Linked DNA regions of Sus scrofa: regions 1 and 3 are each linked to region 2. The links are chromatin contacts, called in public Hi-C and HiChIP or PLAC-seq maps. All regions are on one chromosome and are shown on one strand. Each heading gives the region's core, a stretch centred on a gene start, on an enhancer-like site or on the middle of the called end of the contact. The rest is flanking DNA. Distances are from core to core; before and after follow the strand shown. Region 1 holds the start of SLC5A5 (solute carrier family 5 member 5). Region 2 holds the start of MAST3 (microtubule-associated serine/threonine-protein kinase 3). Region 3 holds the start of LSM4 (U6 snRNA-associated Sm-like protein LSm4).

The links. A called contact is a pair of places that touch in the nucleus more often than the background predicts. HiChIP or PLAC-seq counts read pairs in DNA pulled down with a chosen protein or histone mark.
Region 1: a contact with region 2 is called in a Hi-C map of epiblast stem cells, with 1.7 times the contacts expected there. The contact joins the promoter of SLC5A5 here to the promoter of MAST3 in region 2. A contact is called at or near these places in 1 of 47 Hi-C or Micro-C datasets (epiblast stem cells) and 1 of 2 datasets of contacts at active chromatin or transcription factors (alveolar macrophages).
Region 3: a contact with region 2 is called in an H3K27ac HiChIP or PLAC-seq map of alveolar macrophages. The contact joins the promoter of LSM4 here to the promoter of MAST3 in region 2. A contact is called at or near these places in 6 of 47 Hi-C or Micro-C datasets (alveolar macrophages, embryonic fibroblasts, heart right ventricle and 2 more) and 1 of 2 datasets of contacts at active chromatin or transcription factors (alveolar macrophages).

The regions. Positions count from the first base shown.
Region 1 is chr2:59,882,827-59,886,943 of Sscrofa11.1, reverse strand. It overlaps SLC5A5 (solute carrier family 5 member 5), which reads left to right and starts at 1,858. Exons shown (of 15, transcript NM_214410.1): 1 at 1,858-2,426; 2 at 3,277-3,342; 3 at 3,713-3,764; 4 at 3,950-4,017. The coding sequence starts at 2,070.
Region 2 is chr2:59,697,942-59,702,139 of Sscrofa11.1, reverse strand. MAST3 (microtubule-associated serine/threonine-protein kinase 3) reads left to right here and starts at 2,772. Exons shown (of 28, transcript XM_021083495.1): 1 at 2,772-2,858. The coding sequence starts at 2,820.
Region 3 is chr2:59,498,254-59,502,394 of Sscrofa11.1, reverse strand. LSM4 (U6 snRNA-associated Sm-like protein LSm4) reads right to left here and starts at 2,835. Exons shown (of 5, transcript XM_021083528.1): 1 at 2,717-2,835. The coding sequence starts at 2,719.

The sequences.
Region 1 (4,117 bases), core at 609-3,108, 190 kb before region 2:
ATCAGTTTCTGAAATGGGTATTCATCTGCAGGTTTGGTCAGAGCCATGAGCCTGTGGGCAGGGTGGGTTCACCTGGATCCTGCTGTGTCCTCGGCACCTGGAGTGGGGCCCTGCACATACTAGGTGCTTAATGCATGAGATTCAGCCCAGGTGTCATTCTGCAGCCTGGACCCTTCTTCTACCACTGCAGGAGAAGCAGGGAGCTGGCAGGGGACAATCACCCCTCTGAGCACCCCTCTGGGGAGACAAGGCCAGTTTTACCTGGCTTACATCAGTTTGCATATATTTGCATTGATTGGCGCAGCTTTGAGGGAATCCACCCGGATTTCCCCTTTCTCATCACGTTTTCCTGGAGGATGCAGCAGGGAACTAGAAGGAGGAAAAACTCCCAAGTTCTCCCCACCCTCCTGGCAGGAGATGCATGCCAGTGAGCAGCAGATTCTCATGTGGAGGCGTGCTATCGCAGCTCCAGGAAGGATCTGGCTGGCCCTGCACTGTGCCACGAGTTGGAGAGAGGAGACAGTCCCCGGTGACTCCTGAGGATGCCTGGGGGGGAGGATGCACCCAGCTTGGGAGGTGCGTGTCTGCCAGAGGGGGCCACCAGGGGGCGTCAGAGGCTGGGGACGGTTAGGGAGCCCTAACTTCAACCCAAGGAATTCTTAGATCCCTCCCGGCTCATAGAGGAGAGAACCCAGCATTCACAGGGCGAGATAGGATTCGAACTCAGAGCTCAGAGCCTCTGGAGGCCCAAGTCCCTCAGGGTCCAGTAGCGAAGGGTCCCAAGATGACAGTGTTGCATTTCTTGATGGCATGACCCCACACAAAGGACTTTCCCTTCCCCTGTACCTCAGATCTCTTCATTTGTAACATTAGGGGCCGACCAGACACTACTTCCCCAGGTTTTCATGTCTCTCCATATATTCAAGTTCATGGCCAGTGACAGCCCCTCCATGACCTCCATCATACACTTAATGCCTGGCACAGCGTAGGTTCTCAATGCATATTTGGTGAAGGAACCAACAAATGAGGGAAGAAATGAATGAATGAGGTACTTACTCTGTGCCAGGCTGTGTTATGCGGGTTGAATTTATTCCTCCGAGGCAAGGGCTATATGTTAGCCCCACTTACAGATGGGGAATTGAGGCCCAGAAAGAAGCAAAGACTACTTCAGATATATATGTGCTCAGAACCCCACTACCTCCCACTAAGCTTAACCTAAGGACAGCGTTTGGTGATGTTCTCCTGCTAGAAAGGGAGTGGGTCAAGGTGCCAGTCGGGGGAGGGGTTGAAGCAGTGCAGGTTTCCTTTTGGGGACGCTGCAACCTTGAAAGTAAACCCCAGTCCCGTGGGTGAGCGAGCTCCCCTGTAGGTCAAGATACAAAAGCACAGTGGGGATTTGAATGCTGTGTAGTGCTGGGTAAGTGACATGCCAACTCTGAGTCTCAGTTTCCCCACTTGTCACAGGGAGACTTTAAAAGCTTATGGCCAGGGGAAAGGGCCACGCGAAGCAAGGGGGGCATCCATCACCCCCACCCCCAGCAGCCACCCAAGTGTCCTGTCCCAGCCTCTCTGGCCCAGTCCAGAAGGGAAAGGGTGCGGGTCCTTCCCGCCCCCACACGCGGGGGCGGAGTTTCGTCGACCCGGAGCCCAATAAATCCGCAGCCCTGCAGCCAGCTGCGCGTTTAAGCCCCGCCAAGACCTCCAGCAGTCAGAGCTGAGCGCGGCTCCCAGGGAGAGGACAGACAGAGGGCTGGGAAGTGGACACGCAGCTGCACGGGGCAGCCGGACCAAGTGGAGGCCAGGTGGACGGACAGACAGACGGCAGAGACAGACGCCAAAGACCGAGAGGAAAGTCAGGGAGGCAGTCGAGGATCCACAGATTCCTTGCCCGGGGAACCTCGGCCCGCAGGGGACGAAGGGGAACCGGCGCGCAGTGTCGCATCGGAGGCCGAGCATCCTCCCACCTCCTCGCAGTCCTGCCTTCTGGGCCGCTGCCAACTTCCCTCAGCCCGGGAGCTCGAGGTGGCTGGAAAGGCTCAGGACGCGCCTTGTCCCCGCACCCGGCCCTCATGGCGACCGTCGAGGGAGGCGCGCGGGCCACGTTCGGAGCCTGGGACTACGGAGTCTTCGCCCTCATGCTGCTGGTGTCCACTGGCATCGGGCTGTGGGTTGGGCTGGCGCGGGGTGGGCAGCGCAGCGCCGAGGACTTCTTCACCGGGGGCCGGCGCCTGACGGCCGTGCCCGTCGGCCTCTCGCTGTCCGCCAGCTTCATGTCGGCGGTACAGGTGCTAGGCGTGCCAGCGGAGGCCTACCGCTATGGCCTCAAGTTCCTCTGGATGTGCCTGGGACAGCTGCTCAACTCGCTGCTCACTGCCCTACTCTTCCTCCCAGTTTTCTACCGCCTGGGCCTCACCAGCACTTACCAGGTACGGGGCAGAGACCCTGAGGCAGGACCTGCCTGGTGGGGAATAAAGGGATGCGGAGGGGGAGGCCCTGAGCTTTGAATTGCTGTGCAGGGAGCCGCAGGCGGGCTCCTCGGCGTCTTCATAGGGTAGCCACCAGGCGGACCAGTAGGGAGGGTTCTGGGAAGAAGCCTGAGGCAGTGGGGCCAGGGGCCGGAAGGAGGAAGAGGAGCTGGTGGCGTCCTGGTTTTCTTTGGTGAAAACCCGCTCAGGGAGGGGCCAGCCCGGCCAGGGGCGCGCTCACGTGTGGACAGGAGCACCCCTGCTCTCCACATGCGTGGGCTTGCGTACACCCGACTGCTCGCCCGGCGGCCCGCTCCGGGTTCCAACCCCAACTTCCCCGCTTCCTCCTACCTCCCGCAAGACTTTGCCTCCCAGCTCGGGTTCCCTAAAAGTCTAAGTGGCCTGATTTCAGGACTTCCCTCCAGGGCAGTGGGCAAAGTGATTACAATACTGACCAGTATACGGTAGGCCACCCATCACAGTTGGCCGCAGGCACTGACTGTTATCTTGCCAAAGTTGACTCCGAGCCGCAGCAGCCGGTGGCGGGGGCCGACCAGACTTGAGTGGGGGTGGGCGGGGCCGATGTGTGCACTTTTGATGGCTCAGTCCTCCTGGGCACAGGCGCGGGGATGGCGCTTGTGTACAAGTGTGTGCAGATAGGTCGGAGTGTGTGCACTTGGCTGGAAACCCTGCGGGTTAGAGGGTGGACAGCGCAGAAACCAAGGGGGCGGGTGAAGGACCCCAGAGGCCTCCGGCTCCTCTTGGGTAGGACCTGTCCGCGTGACCACAAGCCCTCGGTTCCCTCTTGCAGTACCTGGAGCTGCGCTTCAGCCGCGCTGTGCGGCTCTGCGGGACCCTGCAGTACCTGGTGGCTACAGTGAGTGGCCTCGGTCCCGCCCTCTCCCCCGCCAGGGTCCAACTTTGTGCAGTCTGGGTCGGGTCCGCCCACAGCCCTTACAACCTCGCCTGGTGGGGCCCGCCCCTATCCTGCAAGGCCCAGCCCAGTCCCCGCCCCCGGTCCTCTGGCCCCGCCCCTGGAAGACCCATCTACCCGTTTGGCCCGCCGGCTTCTCTCACACGCCCCACCTGACCCTGCCCCGACCCTACGCGGTCGCGCCCATCGGTTCCCAGTCACACACCCCAACTACCCTCCACCCGTATCTCCTAAAGCCCTTTTTACCCAGGCGCCCCCACACCCAACCCCTCACTCCCCGCCTGGCTCACAGGCCCCTGCCCTCCACGTGCAGATGCTGTACACTGGCGTCGTAATCTACGCCCCCGCGCTCATCCTGAACCAAGGTTTGACTGGGGGGAGGGGGGTGAGAGGGAGGAGGCAACGACTTAGAGGCTGAACCAGGGAAGGAGAGAGGGGAGGCCCTAGGAGAGACTTCGGAGGGAAGAATCCTCCTGGAGAGAGGAGGGCCCAGGACAGTGGAGGCCAGGTGTACACCCTGCACAGAGGCCTTATGGGACTCTCCTTGCAGTGACGGGGCTGGATATCTGGGCTTCACTCCTATCCACTGGAATCATCTGCACCTTCTACACTACTGTGGTGAGTGTCCCCTACCACTACCCCACCTGGGTGGAGCCCTGGTGGGGGTGGGGGTGCAGGGGCTGTCCATGCCCACTGAGTGGGGAAGACCCTGTGCAGG
Region 2 (4,198 bases), core at 1,523-4,022:
AAATTCAATTACATTCTGAGGTACTGAGGGTGGAGGATTTCACCTTATCAATTTTGGGAGAACACAATTCAACCCATAACAGTGGCTGCTTTGGAAAATAGTCTGGTAGTTTCTGAAAATATTAAAAACTCAGGAATTCCAGGAGTTCCCTTTGTGGCTCAGTAGTTAACAAGCTGACTAGGAACCATGAGGTTGTGGGTTCAATCCCTGGACTCACTCAGTGGGTTAAGGATCTGGCATTGCCATGAGCTGTGGTGTAGATCACAGACACAGCTTGGATCTGGCTTTGCTGTGGCTGTTGGTATAGACCGTCAGCTACAGCTCCGATTAAACCCCTAGCCTGGGAACTCTATATACTGCTGGTGCAGCCCTAGAAAAGGCAAAAAGACAAACAAAACAAAACAAAAAAACTCAGAAATTCCACTGCTAGGTATATACCCAAGAGAACTGGAAGTATATATCCACACAAAAACTTGCACATGAATGTTCGCAGAAGCACTATTCGCAACAGCCAAAAAGTGGAAAACTCAAATGTCTGTTAATGGATCACAAAACAGACAATAGACAAAACATGTCTATCCAGGCATTGAAATACTATTTAGCCATAAAAAAAAATGAAGTAGCGGCATTTGCTGCAATGTAAACAAATCTTGAAAACATCATGATGAGTGAAAAAAGCCAGACACAAAAGGCCACAGGTTTGCATGAGTCCATTTATGTGAAATGTCCAGCACTGGCGAATTCATAGAGAGAGAAATCAGATTGCTGGTTACCAGGGACTAGGGGAGGGACAGAATGGAGGAGTGGCTGCTCACCAGTATAGGGTTCTTTGTTTGTTTTGTTTTGCTTTGTTTTTGTTTTTTTAGGGCCACACCTGTAGCATATGGACATTCCCTGGCTAAGGGTCGAACTGGAGCTGCAGCTGCTGGCCTACACCACAGCCACAGCAATGCCAGATCTTTAACCCACTGAGCAAGGCTAGGGATCGAACCCACATTCTCATAGATACTAGTAGGGTTAGTTAACTGCTCAGCCACGAAAGCAAGTCACAGTATAGGTTTTCTTTAGGGGCTGATGAAAGTGTTCTAAATTTAGATGATTGCACAAGAGGGCTGTGAACATTAAAAACCACAGAACTGTGTACTTTAAAAAGGTGATTTTTTTTTTTTGGTCTCTTAGGGCCACAACCATGGCATAAGGAGGTTCCCAGGCTAGGGGTCTAACCAGAGCTGTAGCTGCCGGCCTACACCACAGCCAGAGCAACACCAGATCCTTAATCCACTGACCAAGGCCAGGGATCGAACCTACAACCTCATGGTTCCTAGTCGGTTTTGTTTCCACTGCGCCTCCCGAAACTCCCTAAAATGGTGAATTTTATGGTAGGTGAATTACAAGTCAATTTCATGGATGAGATAAACAAGTTTTGTCTTGAAGTCTTGATTTTGATGTCCTCAATCTGGCCACTATAACTTGGTGGGATCCTACAGTACCTCACAGGTCATTAGCCAGAGACCCTACCTAGGGTTCCCTCCAATGTAAGAACATTCTCTAATGTCTGGTCAGAACAGGGCGGTAAAGGAGGAAAATTGCAGCTGCAGAGACAGTGGGGCCCTAGTGAAAGAGAGAATGTGAGTGCCATCCTGGGACTTTGGACTTTTCCCAGCCTCCCTTTCCCTTCTGCCAAGTCAGACTGAACAATGATGGTCAAATACCTGTGAGAGGTCTTCATGAGGCACTTGGCTGGGTGCTCAGCTGGCACTCAGCAAAAGCAGTTATCCTCAAAACAAACAAACAAACAAACAAACAAACAAACAAACAAACAAAAAAAACCTAACAACTACAGTGGCAATCTATTCTTGTTAATAAAGATTTATTGGAACAAGGACCAGGATAGGGATGAGACAAGGGAGGCAAAGACATGCAAGGGCAGAGTCTGATCCTCTCATTTAATTAACTTGTTTATTTGGCCGTCGGGCTTATGGACTTCCCCAGGACAGGGATCAGATCCCAGCTGCAATAGCGACCTACCCAGATTAGGCAAGGATCCTATAACCCACTGTGCAGGGCGGGGATTGAACACGTGTCCTGGCATTACAGAGACATTCCTGATCTGGTTGCACCACAGCTAATCCGGTCGCGCCACAGCGGAACTCTTGATCCTGTCTTTACTTAAAATGTTGATGTTTAGCTCATTATGCATTTTTGCATTAGTTTTGATTCTTTAAAATGTTGTATTAAAATACTATATATCTTTTTTTTTTTTTTTTTTGGCCGCCCCTGGGGCATGTGGAAGTTCCTGGGGCCAAGGATAGAACCGTTGCCAAAGTTTGAGCGACCCATGCTGCTGCAGTGACAACGCCAGATCCTTAACCCGCTCCGCCACAAGAGAACTCCAAAATATTATATATCTTGATTACCGATTTATTTGCGGGCCCTTAAATATTGCATGGAGGTGAGTGCCCCACACTCTTCACCCTTGTTGCGGGCCCAGGGCACATGGATTAACTTCTCTGAACCTCAGTTTCCTCATTGGCAAAAGAGTTTTTTTTTTTTTAAATCAGGTGTTTACCTGGTAAAAAGATTTCTAAAATCTGGGAAGATTCATTGAAAAATGTTTACTTCTGGGCTGGAGGGGTGGGGAGGGGCCTGGAAGGGCGGGGCAGGCTCGCCCAAAGTGGGCGGACCTTTCGAGAAAAGCTCTCAAGGAGGGGCGGGGTCACAGCTCGTCAGCTGACCGGCTTGACCAATGGCGCGGGGTGGCGGGGCCTGGCAGGCTGAGGCGGGGCCGGGCGCCGGCCAGCAGTGCGGACTAGCGGGCCATGGACGAGCCAAGTCTCCTGCGACGCCGTGGGCTCCAGGTGAGGCACCAGCGCGGGCGGGAGGAGGGCGCTGGCGGAGTGAACCCAGCCTTCGTGTCGGGGTGGGGGCTTTGGCTGGCCAGGGGCAACTGAGGCAGAGGGCGGGAAGCGCTCTGGAGGCTCCCGCTCGCATCTCAAAGTGCTTTTCGTATGATGGGAAGAGGGTATGCCTATTTGACATACGGAGAAAGTGAGGCTCCGTTGGAGAAAGGGGCTGAGGGTTTCGCTCTCTCCACCAGCAGCATTTGAGCGCTCACCATATATTCATTGTTGTATTAATCATTTTACTAGTGATATATTAAGACTAATTAATGTTTATTAAAACTTGCCTCCTGCCTTCGCAGCGCCACCGCACCCTGCCTCAGCTCAACCCTTAACACAAGCTGGGGAGATTGGGGCTATCCAGACACCCATTCGTCAGTTAAGGAAACAGGCTCAAGTCTAGGAAAGTCACAAACCTTAGGTGGCCCAGCAGGGATTCAGTCCAGCGCCCTTAATCAGCTCTCTGGCGCACAAACCATTGCCAAGTGGCTGTGTGGCTTGGGAAGGGAGCGGCGTTGGCGGGAGGCCCTCTTGCTTCCTTGAACCTCAGTTTCCCCATTCACTATAAGGGCCTTTTCTGACCTGTAACCTCGGGTTTATGTTTGGGAGGCAGTGCCACCAGGAGATAAGAACATAGGCGTTAGGGCTAGCAGAGGCTGATATTCGAACCCACGTGACCGCGGGCGGCAACTTCTTTGACTTCACTGGGCCTCAGTTTTCCCATCTGTGCAATGGGAAGTTAGACATTCTAGCCATTTCCTTCTGAGGTTTAGACGACACTTAAGAAGCCACCATTTGCAAGCAGAGGGCATCCGGGATTCAACATTTACCCGACAAACATTTATTAAGTGCCTGCTGTATGCCCCCTCCCCTCACTCTGGAGAGGCAGGGCAGGGGAGGAGGGGTTCACCCTCTGGAACTCCCTTCCTGGATCCCCCAGCCTGTTGGGGGAGATGGTCCCCTGAGCAGCAGTGGCACTGTAGAGGATCTGCTGTGATGGGCACACTCAGGCACCCCTGGAGAAGGCACATGAACCAAGGGTTGCTGGGTAGCATTGGGACAGAAGAGGCAGCCACTGGTGGCAGGGCAGGGGATAGGTGTTTGGGGAAATGAAAGAGGCTGAAAAAAGCTAGAACCTAGTAAGGACAGGGGTGAAGCTGATGCGGGAGGGGAAAGGTGGCTTTTGAACCCGGGTTGTAGGACTGCAAACTTCTCCAGAGGTAAAGGGCAGCTGCATGTGTTTGGGTTCAAGGTCAGGGAGAATGAAGGTAGAGCTCCAAGGAAGAGACACACACACA
Region 3 (4,141 bases), core at 1,586-4,085, 200 kb after region 2:
ACAAGCCTGTTTGCTGTATCCACAACGGGAATCAGGACCAGAGCAATGACACACTTGAGTCCTCCTCCCAGATCACCGGAGACGGGGACAGGGCCAGGCCAGCCCCTGTCCTGGAAGGTGAGAATGAAAATGGACTGTGTGGAGAGGTGGAGGGAGTAGGAGTAGCACAGCCAAGGCCCCTCTAGATGAGGTACCAGCAGCTAGGAGGGACACCCAAGGATACAGAGCAAGGTCTGGGTAAAGCCGGGGAAAGCAGATTAATGCCTGTTAGCAGAAGACCCACAGATGTCCTTTTATGGCATACCTTGCCTTCAGGCTGTCTCTCTCAGGCTACCATCCTGTCCCAGCTACGAGTAGCACACCCCTGGAGGACCCACAGCCTTTGCAGCTGTTGCCAGCAGTGTGACCTCAGAGGACGGCAGCGACACAGATGGAACCAGCACCTGCTCACACCCTCCCCTGCACACCCGCTCCCTTGGCTAGCCACAGAGCCAGGCCTGACACGGCTCTAGCAAACTGGCCCGCTCACTTCTTCACACCACGCCTGGTGCTATTGGTCAAACTTTGTTCCTTGGTTCCCTCTACCTGGGGTGCCCTCCCCCAGGCTGGTGACTTCTGCTTCAGCCAGCCCCTCATTATAACCCCATCAAGGGAATGAGGTTTCCACCTGGGCCACCCTCTGCTTCTATTATAGGGTATAGCCAGTCTCTAATTAACTTGTTTATTTATTACGTCTCCCTGGCTAGACTGGAAACACCAAGCCTCTTGCTAGACTGGAAAATTCAGAGGGTGTGGACTTTGTCCAGTGCTGAACACTGGGCCAGGCACATGCAAGGGACTCAGTAAATATTTGCTGACAAATATAGCACATACCACCCAGGGAGGCACTCCAGGCAGGGGGTGGTGACAGGGGTGGGGTGGGGTGGGGAATACTTGCCACACCTCACAAGACAAGGAAAAGGAGAAGCTCAGGTAGGGAAAGGTGGCATTGGGACAGCCCTCCAAGACTTCAACAACCGCAGCAGTGGTCATATCTACTTCCTTGTTCCCAAACGCTGTTGGAGACAAAGGCCAAAGGAAGAGGAGGAACCTGGTGAACTTGAAAGCGAGGGGTATGCTGGGGTGGGGGAAAGCATGAAGGTGCCAGGGATACAGGAGAGGGCAGATCACCCAGTTCAGGGGGGAGCAAGGGCTGTGTGGAATTTGGAGTCATAAAAAGCTTCAGGGAAGAGAATTCTTTTCTCTAGCCTTTCTCAGAACATCTGGGGTCTGGCCCTCAGGTCTAGGTCCATCCACACCTAAATACATTTATTTATTTGCTTTTTAGGGCCGCACCCATGGCATATGGAGGTTCCCAGGCTAGGGGTCGAATTGGAGGTACAGCCACCAGCCTGCGCCACAGCCACATGGGATCTGATCCACGTGTGCAGCTTACACCACAGCTCACAGCAACACTGGATCCTTAATCCACTAAGCAAGACCTGGGATCAAACCCCCAACCTCATGGTTATTACTCGGATTCGTTTCTGCTGTGCCACAATGGAAACTTCCACAACTGGATTTAATGGTGTCCTGAGGTTCCCAACTCAGGAAGCTGCTGATCACCCACTCCCTCACCCAGACCTTGGCTTGGCTTCCGCCCCACCCCGACCACAAGGAACAGGCAGTGTGTAATGCCTTAGCCACTCCTGAACACAGACTTTGCACAGACACTGTTCTAGGCTCTGGCAATATATGAGGATAAAACAGAGATCCTATCTCCATGGAGCTTAACAAATGGATTCTTCCACAGACCAACTCTACCCTCCAGAGAGACGAACAGAGAGAACGAAGCTGCTCCCTTCTCTCCATCCCTACAATGACCAGAAGAATTACTGAACCCTCATGGTCAGCTCCGAAAAATGTGCAGCGACCATCTTAGAGGACTCGAGGGCTGATGGGCCAGGTTCTCTCCCAGCTCAATTCCTCTGTGTGGGCCTCCATTTCCCTGTCTGTCACTCACTGGGGACACAGGCACGCTGGTTTAGATCTCCAATTTCCACAACTTGTGAGATGGCATGGCCCTGGGGAGACTTCCTGCCAGGGCCTCGATTTTTTTGTTTTCTAAACTGGGATACGGTTAGCCCATCCATGGCTGAAAACGCCCCCCCTTCCCCTGGAACCATATGCTGTGTGACCCCGGAAGAAGTTAACCTTGCTTTGGGTCTGCTTTTTAGTCTGAAAAGGAGAGGCATAAGAGGTTGCGCAGCTAGCATTCCAAGGGCAGTACAACCCCCGAAATTCCCCAGATTGGCTGAATTTGAGAAAGAAGGCCGGCCCCCTACTGCCTGGTGCTCTAGCTTTACTGTCTAGGAGGTCAGATCGGGTCGGATGCACTGGGAGCCATTTCCCCGTCCGAAAACTCACTCTGCTGCATTCACCGGGCCCTTCAGCAGGTCCCCTTCCTCTCTGGCCTCAGTTTCCCCATCTGCAAAATGGGAAGACTGCTGCCAGACTGCCATACTGTGATTTCATTTCTATCCAATCCCAAGCTCCCCCGAGACCGACGTGCTTGGTGTCCTGGGAGAAGCTCTTCCACTCTCCGGCCTGTCCTCCCCACCTTGGGCGAAGGGGCAGGACTCAAGGCCCAGATTACAGGCTGGCTCCACAACGCCCCTGAACCAACAACCGCCCCGAGGGCCCTTGGCGGCCGGCTCCCCCGTCGCACCGCCCTCACCATGGTGTCGGCGGGGACTAGGCTCGTGGGCTACTTCCGCCGCCGCCGCCGCTCACGTTCCCGCCGGTAGCTGCAGCTCTGCGCGCCACTAGGCTGAAATGGAGTGGCAGCAACGCGAGCCAGTCAGCACGAGGCTCATGGGAAGGCCAACCAATCCACGCGGAGTAAGGCGGGGCCTATTAAACACGAGGGGCGGGGCGGGCCGCGTTCCTACCGGAGAAATGAGAGAGAGAGTCGTAAAGTGCCGCTATGAGTGCTGCAAAAGGGGGCGGAGCAATGTGCGCCGGCGCAGGAGGCCTTGTGGGTAAGGGCGCCTGCGCAGGTGCAATCTTCAGTGATTTTTCCGGGCTCCACGCTGTGGGCAAAACGGGGTAGTGCCTCCAATTTCCAAATGGAGGAATGGCAGCTCTATGGTTATTGCCATGTGTCCCTTCGAGCTCCTACTCTTCTGATTCTCTTTATTGTAGTTGACCGTTGTCCAGGGCACTTCTTTTGATAGGCTAGACGTACCGGTGTGAACCTCAGTTTGCTTCCCTTTGAAATGGGCTTAATAATAGTGTCTGCTTTAGAAGGTTGCAATGAGTGCCAAGTGATTTATGCCTTGTAAAAGAAGAGTGCCCGGCACGTACTGAGCACTTGATACACGGACATGCAATAAATATTTATTGAGCATCTACTACGGGCCTCCTCCTGGAAACACAGAAGAGAATAAACCAAACAAAACTCCTGGCCCTCCTGAGGTTTAGGAGCCCACTGGGGAGGCAGACTGTAAACAAAATAGACAAATGTATTAGTTTCCTTGGGCTGCCATAACAAATGATCAAACTGGGTGGTTTTATTTTTTTATTTTTATTTGAATATTTTTTGCTTTTTAGGTCCTCACCCATGGCATATGAACGTTCCCAAGCTAGGGGTCGAATTGGATGGAGCTACAGTTGCCTACACCATAGCCATGGCAATGCAGGATCTGAGCAGCATTTGTGGCCTACACCGCAGCTTCCTTAACCCACTGATTGAGGCCAGGGATTGAACCTGAGTCCTCATGGATACCTAGTCCGGTTCCTTACTGCTGAGCAACAACAGGAACTCCAAACTGGGTGGTTTTAAACAGTAAAACTTAATCCGAAAGACTGAAATCAAAGTTTTAGCAGAGTTGGTTCTTTCTGAAGGATCTGAGGGGCAATTCATCCCATGCTTCTCTGCCAGCAATCCTTGTAGTTCTTGGCACAGATTCCTCTGTCATCACATGGTGCTTTTCTTTGTGTGTCTCTGTGTCTCAACTCTTCCTCTTTTTTTTTTTTTTTTTTTTTTGTCTTTTTGCTATTTCTTGGGCCGCTCCCGCGGCATATGGAGTTTCCCAGGCTAGGGGTTGAATCGGAGCTGTAGCCACCAGCCTACGCCAGAGCCACAGCAACGCGGGATCCG